Linked DNA regions of Mus musculus: regions 2 and 3 are each linked to region 1. A link is a contact called in public Hi-C data. All regions are on one chromosome and are shown on one strand. The core of a region is the stretch at or near the end of the contact, and the rest is flanking DNA. Distances in the headings are between cores, read along the strand shown.

Region 1 (3,772 bases), core at 840-3,339:
CCTAGAAGTGACTTTTAATGGACAGTGTTATAGGTACAGGAGAGACCTGACAAAGGCCTCCCATGTGATAGGTACCAAGGAAGATTGGAAAACTGGGGCTGGGGCAGGGAGTCAGCTGAGACTAGAGCACAGCAGGAGACTGTGGGAAGACTCACCTGAAGCACAAGCCACCATCTCTGAAAATGGATCTGGGATCTGTGTTAGGCACTAGAATAGGCGCTCCCTGAGACTCTGACCAAGGGGGGAAAAAGAAAGAGAATCCTCATCATCAGGGAACCAGCAAAATGGATATGCAGATGTGGAACCAGAACCCAAACTCCAGAGCCCCTCTGTCTCATTAAGTTCCATTTTCAGAACTTGCAAAAGTGGAAGTCTGGAACGTTTCCCTTTCTCCTTTCCTCTCTTTGCTAACAGCCACCATGAATCATCTACAAGACAATGTGCCATACATCTTCCTCCCTGTTATGATGCTCATATCCACCTCAAGACACATGTATGACTCTCGGATCATTCCTATTTTAAGTGATGAGGAGGCAGTCTGGGGTCTCACATCTACTGAGTATCCACTCATGGTCTTGAACTCAGATCTCTAGCTGTCATTGCCTCCGGTTTTGCTGTTCACATGCTTTGAGGTCTGTCTGGGGCAGCTGCTAGGCAAACTCAGCCAAGTTCCATGATCTGTCTCCGTTCCTGTCAAGGCTGCCATGCTATTAGAAAGGGGACAGACAGGGACAGTCTTAGTTGTTTGGCATGTAGCCTAAGTATACAAGGATGGGCACCAACATGAGCTAAGTCTCCCCTCATCTTTGCCAAGGAGGCAGGGGACAGGAGACTAAGAAGGAGTCGTCTAACTTCGTGCAAATCTCATGCGAGGTGTGAACACTGCAAACCAGGACACGATGTATCTCCACATCCAAGACCAGGGGCCAGGGCACAGGCAGAAGCAGCCACCAGATGCAAAATACTAGGAGAGAAGAAACAAAGCAGTCGGGCCTGGTGGTACAAACCTGTTCTCCACTCAGTGGCTAATGCAGGAGGATATCGAGTTCAAGGCCACTTGGACAGTAAAGGGAGTTGGAAGCCAGCCCGGAAACTTCCCGCTCCCACTTGGTAGCTTGGCATGATCGTGAGAATATCTCATCTCCATTTATTCTTTTCTAAAGAAAAGATGTCTGAAAATTCATCTCAGTGGTACTCAGTTAAGTGCTTGCTTAACATCTTTGGGGCCCTGGGGTTCAATCCCCAGTAGCAGAAGGAAGGAAAGGGGAGGAAGAGGAGGAAGAAGAGAGAGAGGAAGAGGGGGAAGAGGAGAAGGAGGAAGAAGAGAAAGAGGAGGAGGAGAGAAACTTGAAAGAAGGGCCAGAATATGAGATTCAGAGTCAAGTCCCACTACCACCACACACAGTGTGTTTTAGCTTGTGGGAGAACCAACCCGAGGGTTGAGCCTGTCTGGAAGAACCATCAGCCAGGCAGTGAGAATTATGTCCTGGCCTCTTGGGATGTACAGGGGGTGATATAAATAAATAAATAAATAAATAAATAAATAAATAAATAAATAAATATCCTGGCCCAGTCTCCTAGGGATGAGAAAACTCAGGTGGGAAAAGAGACAAGGCTACCCTTGGCAAGAGTAAGGGGAGATGCCCTGGAAGTCTAGAGGTGGGTTGACCACAGGATCTAGACCCCTGCTTAACCTAGGGCCTCAACGTGTGTTTTGCTCTTTTTGTTGTTGTTGTTGTTGTTTTGTTTTGTTTTGTTTTGTTTTTCTGGTTTTGTGCTGACAGAGGTAAATGGTAAGGAGAAATAGTCTAAGAAAACACACAGACCTCTCTTCCTCTGTAAAGGATCCACTCAGAATGGGAGATCAGTGGGAACACACGAAGGTTTAACAGAGAGCTCCCCAATTCTGCCGCCATGAGCAGTGGCTGCCACCTGGCCTCAGTTTTTTCCCACTCCCATCCACTGGCTTGAGAAATTTATGGGCTCAGTTGCCCCACCCCCACCCCAGATGGGCACCAACGTAGGTCATCCAATCTTTAGAGGCTAAAGCTCTGCCCCTTATCTCCACAGCTGTCAGGAAGCTTCTGCAAGCACCAGCTCTGGTTACAGGGCATAAGCATTGCAGAGGCAGCTGTCTCAGCCTGTCCCATGCTGTTCCGACTCAGGGAAGTTGCGGGGTGGGGGTGGGGGGGAGCAGGGGGCGGTCAGAAGAGAGATGGAAATATTTCTCTCTCTCTCTCTCTCTCTCTCTCCCCTGTGCCCAGCTAATTTAAACTTTCTTTATGCCAGACTTTCCTTTCCCAGGCTTGTCATGTGCACCGTGACCTCAGCCTGGGCTGGGATACACGTAAGCAGGCCATCTTACAAGTCTGTCAGGTCACAATTATGTCTCGTTGGCCAGAGGCCATCAGTCTTCCATGTGCATGCACACAGTTCTTTTTGTTTGAGCAACAGAATACTCGTGTGTACTTGTTTTCTTTCCAGCTCTAACCAGAGGGATGGAAGCTTTGTGTCTTTGGAGCTGTGGGAGACCCTGTGGCACTCACAGGGTCTTGTATCTTTAGTGTTCAGCAATAACTCTGTGTGTGTGTGTGTGTGTGTGTGTGTGTGTGTGTGTGTGTGTGTGTGTGTGTTTGATGGGATAAGCGTGCACAGAGTGGAGTGCCCGAGGTTAACCTTGCAGCCCGACCCCAAGATTAGACTTCTACTAAACCACAGTCCCACATCTTTGGAAGCAAGAGAGGGGCTGGTAGATCTGGGGTTCTTCTGCCCCATAGCTGCAAACTTCCAGAGCAGACAGCGTTAAGCCAAGCCAGCTACATCTATGTATTCCAATGCAATATGCAGATTTCAAAAGAGAAGAAACTACTAGAAGCTGAGCCAAATAGTACTGCCCTAAGTGAAGTGGTCAGCAACGGAGTCACAGAAAGATCAGCTTGTCCCCAGACTCAGCACCACCCCCCAGGACTCTGGTCCTGACTGACACCCTTGTGGGGTTTTGTCTGCACCTTTTAGGTAGCGGTTATATCAGCTAGAGATGAGGAGTGGCAGAGTGACTACTTCATACCTCTGCAAACTTGCAAATCTTTTCATCTCTACTGGTCAGTTTCCTCCCAAAATATGCATTGAACTGCCCTACAGATACCACAGATCCACACCTGTAAAGACATTACAGTCTGTCTTATTTTGATCACTCAAAAAAAATGATGTGGTTGGTTAAGAGTGTTTCAGAACATAAGATGAAAGATACCTCAGTGACCTGGGATAATAAATATCAGAAGGAAGCAGGAGAGAATTAGAAACTTCCCAAGCCTGGATGAGGGCATAGAAGTTCTTAGAATCCATCAAAGCCAGGCCAGGGCAGGCAGGGATGCCATGACTTGAGGTAGACAGTGACCAAGACATTCTGCTTCCTGTCATTTATAAAGTTATCTCTATGTGTTTGGAGTACAAGGAAGTGCATGTGTGCATGTTATGTGTATATGTGTGTCTGTATGTGTGTAGGAGTGTATATTAATATCAGCATATGACAACATGTACCCAGAATTTAGGTGACATCATCAAAAAGTGTTATTGCAGTTAAAGGCTTTTGAGGCATTTGTGGGAACACATATATGCACACATGCACACACACACACACACACACAAACACAAACACATGCTTAATAGATGTATGATCAGTGACTGCACTTCCTTACCAATTTAAGGAATTTTTATAATCATTGCATTCCTCTTATATTTAGAGTCCTGTACTAAAATCAGGTCAGTTGCA
Region 2 (3,411 bases), core at 769-3,268, 300 kb before region 1:
GATGTGCCTGGGGTTACAGGGATGCTGTCCTTCTCTGAAAGTCACCTCATCTTCTGGGAACCCTGCTCTCCCCCAAACACTTCAATGGAGGGGACCCAGGACCCTCTCCCCTATGGCTGGACTCTGAACTTGCCTGCCTGACTTGACTTTCCTCTATTGCCAAACACACACACACTTTGTTTTTGTTTTTGTTTTTTTAAATTAGGAAATGCAAACAGTAGTTGTGGTCCCTGTCAGCAGCTCATCCAGGGTATTCCAGGGGAAACACAGTTAACAGCTAATGTCTGTGCCAGGGGCTGGCAGCTTATGGGGAACTGCTGAGACACAGCGGGTGCCACGTCTTCAGAACAGGGGTGCATGGGGTGTTAGACCTAACAGAGGCTCCTAAGAGAGGCCCCTAATGTTAGCCAGGGGCCTTGCTAGGAAACACATCCCCAGTAGATGCATGGTAGACCCAGAGGGTAAAAGGAACATGGAAGGTTTTCAAGTTTTTGTTTTCATAGGGAACCAGCCTAAATAACCTTGGTCCACAACCAGGTTAGGCAGCTGGTTAGGCAGATAATTGTCCCTATCACCTGTTACATGGAAAACAGCAACAAATCTCTTCTCTAATCACCATGGTGACGAGTGTCAAAGTCCTGTTTGGGGTTGTAGTCCTGTGCATAATAGTCCTTCAAGCTGGGACAGAGGGGTGGTTAAAAGAAAGGAAAGTGGGGGAATTTGAGCCCTTCTTTGTCTAAGCTCAGAGCTGAGGCTAGGAAAATTCCGTAGGATCTTGGCTAAACAGTGGTTTTCTGCTTCTGTCAATGTTGAAATTAGTCTGATTGTGGGAAATATTTAGAAGTTGTAGTTGTGTAATTTTGTTTCATCTGCAGTTCAAATGCCAAAAAACTGACACTGAACACGCTGCGTGCTGCTGTAATGTCAGGCGACACTTAGGGGCTCATGGGTGTGGCTCCTTACCTTGTCACCTTTAATTTACTGCTGTACACTGAAATCTTACACATTCCTAGACCCAACACAAGACCACTGCTTCCATGGTATCTCCCTGATCCTTTCTCTTCCCTCTCTGTTTCTCTGAGTTCTTGGTGTGGCTTCTTAGATGGCATCTTGGCAATTTTCCTCTCTCATTTAAGTCTATAACACTGCCACCAAGATTTGACATCGTCACAAGGAACCCACATAAGATTGAACCTTTAACTTCCCACCATGGATAAAGGATGTGTCTGCTCCCCTCCCTAGAAAGCTCTCATCTCTTCCTGAGGGCCTAATAACTATCGACAATCCTTGGAAGATGGGATGCTATTTTGTTTAATAGTGTAGACACTGGGACATTAGGTGGGAAAAAAGAAATCTCAGAGCTAACGAAGAGGTATAGAAGAGAGTGATATGGTGGATATAAACATAATACATTATATAGAAATGTATGATGTATGGAACAGTCAAAAACAAAGAGAATGCTGTTTACTAGTTACTCCTGGAAAATAAACCAAAATTTTATTTTCAAAACCCAAAGCTATATTTTACACATTCAAAAAGGAGAACGCACAGTTGCCATGTGTCCCAGGTACTGTAAGAACCCTGAAGAAAGAAATGATGTTTACATTGGAAAAATAAAATGTCAGACACGTGATCTCATTCGATTCCTGCATAAAATCCTCTTCTCCTTTGTAAAATGGAGACTGCTGTGCTCAGAGGCAGAGAGATGGAATCACTCTGCATAGAAATGAGAGATCAGAATCAACGACCTGGATTTCATCTGTTCCTTTCTCTCCACCATGTGGCCGCCCAGGATGCTCCTGCATCCTTCCTGAGAAAGAGCCCCAGGAAGCACAAAGGGACTTCTATTTTCATCTTTTAGTTCCAACAAGATGAGAATCAGCAGGCCAGCAGACACACTTGGGAATAATGGCTGTGCTCTCTCAACAGGCCCCCTCCCCCCAGTGCCTTTGTCCCCACTCTGAGTGACCTAGACAGAACAAGCCAGCTCTGTAATGACCACTTCGTCAGCAGGGGCTGTGTATTTAGTAGCAGGAAATATAAGCTTTTGTGGTCAGTGTGACGTCATCCCACCTACTAAACAGGCCTTTATAACTTGACCACAAAAAGGTTTGAAAGGGATAGACACACTCACAGGGAGAGAGGCCATGGGGCTGTGAGCAGTTGTCTGCCCTGAAAGAAGCATTGTGTCTTCCGATTGTCTCCCCAAAGCCTGATGTTTGGGCACTGTAGACAAACATCTGGGTGATATATGGTGTTTTCTCTACATCACCCAATGCCCCAGCTCATCTTCATCCTCTTTTGTTTTCTTCCTTCTTCGTTCCCTTCATCCTTTGCTTCATTTTTTTAAACTCTCCCTTAGTCTTAAAAAAAATGTGTAAGGGAACTAGTAAATCTTTTTGTTTTTAAATTTGGGAGGGTCCATGATACCCACTCACATACATGATTTTTTCTCCTGGATTACTCACAGTTGGGAAGGAAAAAGAGAAATGCACAGTGGTCGGATGGAAGAGAGAAAGAATAAAGGAGAGAGCGTAGGCAAGCTCACAAATACTTAAAGAGACCTAGCTTACAACCAGAGGGATGTAACGTAAATATTTCTAAGTCACGAGTATCTTAGTTTGCTCAGTGGGTTTAGAGGAGCTCAGCTAAAGGACTCGGTAACTTTAGGGATTGTAGTGTACAAGTTCACAGCTATATTCCACCCCAAAACTGGGTCTACCTCTTATTTTACTTTTAGGTAAAGAAAGGTATATTAGGCATGGATACAAACATTCACATTCAACACAAAAATTGAAAAGAAAAAAAGAAAGAAAGAAAAGGAAGGAAGGGAGGGGGAAGGAAGGAAGGAAGGAAGGAAGGAAGGAAGGAAGGAAGGAAGGAAGGAAATAAAAATTGATTGATATGGGCAAGTTTGTTTGTTTGTTTGTTCGTTTGTTTGTTTTGATTAGGGGGATTTGTTTGCTTGTGGTTTGTTTTTAAAGCAGATAAGACCCAGGACACAGAGAAACTGAAAAGCTCTTACCAGTGGATCCCAGAAGATAAATAGACAAAACAGAAAGGAGAATTCTCAAAACCAAAAGCTACCTTTTACACGTTCAAAAAGCCGATTCCATAGTTGCTATGTATTCCAGGTGCAAGAAGGATCCCAGAGAATGGAGGTTTCACTGGTCTCTCACACCTCTGAGGCTAAGAGACGGGGAAAGAGGGAAGAAGAAGCTGTGTTGGTGACTGTGAGTCTGACCACTAAATTAGGCTGATGGAAAAGTATGGCTTCCTTAATTTTCAGGGTGTGGAAAGCTCCCTCCCAGGGCTGAGTGTTCCTCTGAGGACTGGACAGCAGGAAACACCTGCTTCACTCTTCCCTGGCTTTTTTCCCTTTAAGAATTCTGGGTCCCCCGCCCCTTTTAA
Region 3 (3,752 bases), core at 1,059-3,558, 490 kb before region 1:
CCATCAGAGGGGCTTCCTCCTGCAGCAGAGACCCCAGCAAGATAATACATAAAGACAGACAGGCAAACAGACAGACAGTTTGAACATGCAGCTCTAAACGAGTTGTCTCCATCAATCCTTGATGGAGCTCAGGTAACCCTGCAAAAGGGTTTGCAGAAGATGATGAGGATAGAAGGAACAGAGGACATCAGGAGGACAACACCCTTTAACACAACTGATCAAATCTCCTATGGACCCTCAGAGACTGAAGTAGCAAGCACAGAGCCTGCGCAGGTCTGCACCAGGTCCTCTGCGAATATGCCATAGCCTTCAGTTTAGTACTCTTACAGGACTCCTGAATATGTAGACAAATGGGTCTCTGATTCTTGTGCATTCTTTGAGGTTCTTTTATTTTTCTGTTAGCTTATCTTCTCCAAATTCAATGTGATGTTAAAGAAGAGCTCTTCAGTAATTTAGATGAAAATAATAAGAATCAGAATACAATTTTATCTCTTGTAGTTCTGGAGGCTGAAAAGTCTCTGTAGATCAGAGGCTAGCAGTTTGGTTGTCTGGTAACCAACAGGTTTGCTTGTCTGGTAAGGCTTTCTTCTTCCAGTAGTGTAGGGTAGGATAGGATAGGTTAGGGCATGATAGGAATTTGCTAATGCTGCCTTAATCTTGCATCCTCCAGAGGGAACAAACACTGTTCTTGAATGGCAGGAAGGCAGTAGGAGGACCACTGCACGAAGCTTCTTCTGTAAGCGTGCTATTAAAAAGGGAATACAAATGTCTTACTGCTTGAATGATGCATTTTTCTACATACTGCAGATGGATTTTTTTTTCACAATAACCTAGGCTAGACAAAGTTAGATATGGTACTGTGTTAGAGCCACTGGAGAGAAAGCCTTCACTCAGATGTAAATAAAGACCAGGCTGGAACTAAGGGCTTTAAAGTTAAACCTCATCCATACCAATCTAGGCTAGAGTACGGTAGGGTAAGGCAAGGTAGGGTAGGGTAGGGTGAGATAGGGTAGGGTAGGGTAGTGTGGGATAGGGTATGGTAGGTTTAGGTAGGCTAGGGTAGGGTAGAGTAAGACAGAATAGGATAGGATAAGACTGTCTTCCAATGGACTCATCAGAGACAGGGAAGGTCATGACAACCTCTAAACACATACAGCCTCCAGGACTCTGGGAAAGAAAAAGGAGACCTGGATTCTAAGTGTGGTGAATTCCTGTTAAACTGAACATTTTCTGGTGTTCAGAAAACAGATACAGTTTATCTCAGGTCAGGCAACTTGTTGGTAGGAATTCCTAACCGCATTCTCTCTCTCTGTCTGCCAGTGGCTATTGGGTATGCCATGTTCAGGCCCAGAGGCTGCGGTTTTTAGGCTCCTGGCAATCAGCCTACTTCTTTGCCTGACAGGCCATAACAACCTGATTCCTGCTGAGTGCACAGACTCTGCAAAGCTATACATTCCTTCCTGGCCAAGCCTTGCTTCCCTTTCCTAAGGTAGGGGACGGGGAAACTAAAGCACAGATGATAAATAGTTTCAATTTGGAACCCAGGTTAATGGTCATAGATTTTAGAGGGGACTTTATAATTATCCTATAAATACTCCCCAAACCATCTGAGATGCTTCTTCCAGGTCTGTTCTGTCAACAAGGAAATCTAGGGCATGGTGCTCGCTAGGAAGTTGGGGGGAGGTGTCTCAGGGCCAGGGAGGTAGACTCCAAGGAGATGTGTGAATCTGAGCCTTGGAGAAAACATTCAGCAAGAAGAAGCCATTGCATTGTCTGGCAAGGGAAAGATGATCTATAAATAATACTTAATTACTTCTTGATCAGCCCTGAGTTTTGTGTTTCTGTGCTTTAACTTTCTCTCATGGTTATATATTCTCCACCCAAAATGGCTTTCAGTCCATACACCTGGGACTGTGGGGTAGGTCTGTGAAGGGGAGATGGCGCCAGTGCAGTTGTTTAGGCAGGGCTGGACAAGGTCAGCTGTGATTTTTGAGAGTTCAGGTCATGGCCCTCCAACAGGCAGGGAACAGTCACATCTTCCAGGACTACCAGCCAAAGGCACGCTCTTCTGAAATTCACCAAACTGAAGATAAACACAGAGCCGGTAATAGCTTTTGCTCCTGCTCTCGTTTATTACATATTCCACACTTGAGATTCCTGTGTTCCAGTCCTGATTCTTCTGGATCTTTCAGGACAAACATTGAAGTAGTTGGTGTGTGTGTCAGGGGTTAATTACCATCTTTCATCTGCTCTTTCCATCCTTTCTGAGTGACTCACTTGCACTGCGTGGTTAATGTTAATCAGGACACTGTGACAGCAGAAGACATCTACTGCAAGGCACGATGGTGCCAAAGACTGGCAAGGCAAAGCAGTTCCTTCTTCTGGGCTGGGGGGTGGGGGTGGGGGAATTTGGTTGTTTTAAAAATAGCATTTTGAAAAAGGAGAGCTGCCCTCATTTGTGGGGTCACACAGCAGGGCAGAGGTTGTGTAACGCCTGCTCTACTCACTGAGTGTGAGCAGGCACCTTTAATAGCTTTAGCTGGAAGGCGATACAAGCCAGTAGGCTCCAAAGATCAGCCCCACCTTCTCCCAGGGACATTGAGGATAAATAGTTCCTCATGACTACACTGAGGGTTTTGTCCACAGCACTCAGAGCTTCCTCACATGCATCCTGAGCAATTACCATTCTATTCCGACAGGTGCACTTACTCATCTCTCATCCCTGGTTTTGTTTTCCTCTGTCAGGATAACACTTTCCAACAAGCCCCAGGCTACACCTGCTGCCCTATAAAAGGCTGTGCCCATTGTAGGGGTGTTCCATAAGTGTTGGGATGACTAGAAGGAACTGCCTTGTCAAGTTGTGACTTTGGTCTTATCTTTTTATTTAAAATTAATTGATCAAGTTCTCACTAACTGATGGTATAGAATTATTCTCTTGAGGCCCTAGAGTTCAAGAGATCCTGTCCACAGTACACAGTCCCACCTTCAAATTGCAAGTCTGAGAGGGAACTTAATGTCTTGCTTGCCTGACTGAGTCAGTATTGGCTCCAGGCCCTTTCATGTGTTCCCTTGTTAAAAACTGACTTTATGCAGATTGATAGATGCCCACTACTGTGGTCATGCCTTTGCTGATCTGGACATAAGCATAGGTTTCCAGGGATATATGGATACCAGGATACTAGACATAATGAATCATGATACAAGAAATAGCTGTTAGAGGTGGTAGGGGGTGATGGTTAAAGGCACTTTCTGGTCTTTCATATGAATTTCCTCCTTGCAGACTTGTTGACATCATCTGGTTCCTAAATCCTACTCTTATAACAAGGGTTCAAATCACAGCCTGGTCTTTGGTCCCATTTCTCCTCTCTACATATTACCCTTGGGGCCATCAGCTTCTTTACATCCAAGGAAGTCACTCCATTTATTTGCCTTATTATCTGCTCCCCAGTGCCCAGCTGCCATCTTCCCCAGTTCATGAAGCTGGCCTCATTTTGTTCTGTATCCTGAATCATTGTGTACAGTACTTTACACAGACAAAGAAGAAACTACCTGTGGCTGAACTGTGTCCACCAGCCCTTGAGTGGAATGTAGTCATTTTTTTTGAAGAACAGCAGTGACAACAGAGAACAAGCTCCCTCCCATTCACCTGCCCTGTGTGTTTCACTTTAGAGCCACCAAGCTCTTATTGACGCATTCTTTGTCCTCCATTCTTCCCCTGGCACTTATTAGGCACCCACACTAGGGCAGGTGTT

Evidence for each region. A called contact is a pair of places that touch in the nucleus more often than the background predicts.
Region 2: a contact with region 1 is called in a Hi-C map of the C2C12 cell line, with 5 times the contacts expected there. The contact joins two enhancer-like sites. A contact is called at or near these places in 1 of 15 datasets of contacts at CTCF or cohesin (pro-B cells), 9 of 484 Hi-C or Micro-C datasets (the C2C12 cell line, the G1E-ER4 cell line, the HL-1 cell line and 4 more), 3 of 115 datasets of contacts at active chromatin or transcription factors (embryonic stem cells and fibro-adipogenic progenitors) and 1 of 9 other capture datasets (embryonic tail).
Region 3: a Hi-C map of the N1E-115 cell line shows a contact between it and region 1, with 11 times the contacts expected there. The contact joins two enhancer-like sites. A contact is called at or near these places in 1 of 484 Hi-C or Micro-C datasets (the N1E-115 cell line) and 1 of 115 datasets of contacts at active chromatin or transcription factors (embryonic stem cells).

Annotation. Positions count from the first base shown.
Region 1 is chr1:72,967,913-72,971,684 of GRCm38.p6, reverse strand. No RefSeq gene overlaps it. Among named protein-coding and RNA genes, the nearest start is that of Gm31137, 15 kb to the left of the region's middle. Within about 2 kb of position 2,089, at least 51 of the 459 cell types and tissues checked have an H3K27ac peak or open chromatin away from gene starts, as enhancers often do. A contact at or near this core is called in the C2C12 cell line, the N1E-115 cell line and muscle stem cells, where this site is marked.
Region 2 is chr1:73,269,543-73,272,953 of GRCm38.p6, reverse strand. Gm29185 (a long non-coding RNA gene) reads right to left here. Exons shown (of 5, transcript XR_865539.3): 3 at 3,088-3,189. Among named protein-coding and RNA genes, the nearest start is that of Gm31344, 93 kb to the left of the region's middle. Within about 2 kb of position 2,018, at least 27 of the 459 cell types and tissues checked have an H3K27ac peak or open chromatin away from gene starts, as enhancers often do. A contact at or near this core is called in the C2C12 cell line and muscle stem cells, where this site is marked.
Region 3 is chr1:73,455,372-73,459,123 of GRCm38.p6, reverse strand. No RefSeq gene overlaps it. Among named protein-coding and RNA genes, the nearest start is that of Pinc, 50 kb to the right of the region's middle. Within about 2 kb of position 2,308, at least 9 of the 459 cell types and tissues checked have an H3K27ac peak or open chromatin away from gene starts, as enhancers often do. A contact at or near this core is called in the N1E-115 cell line, where this site is marked.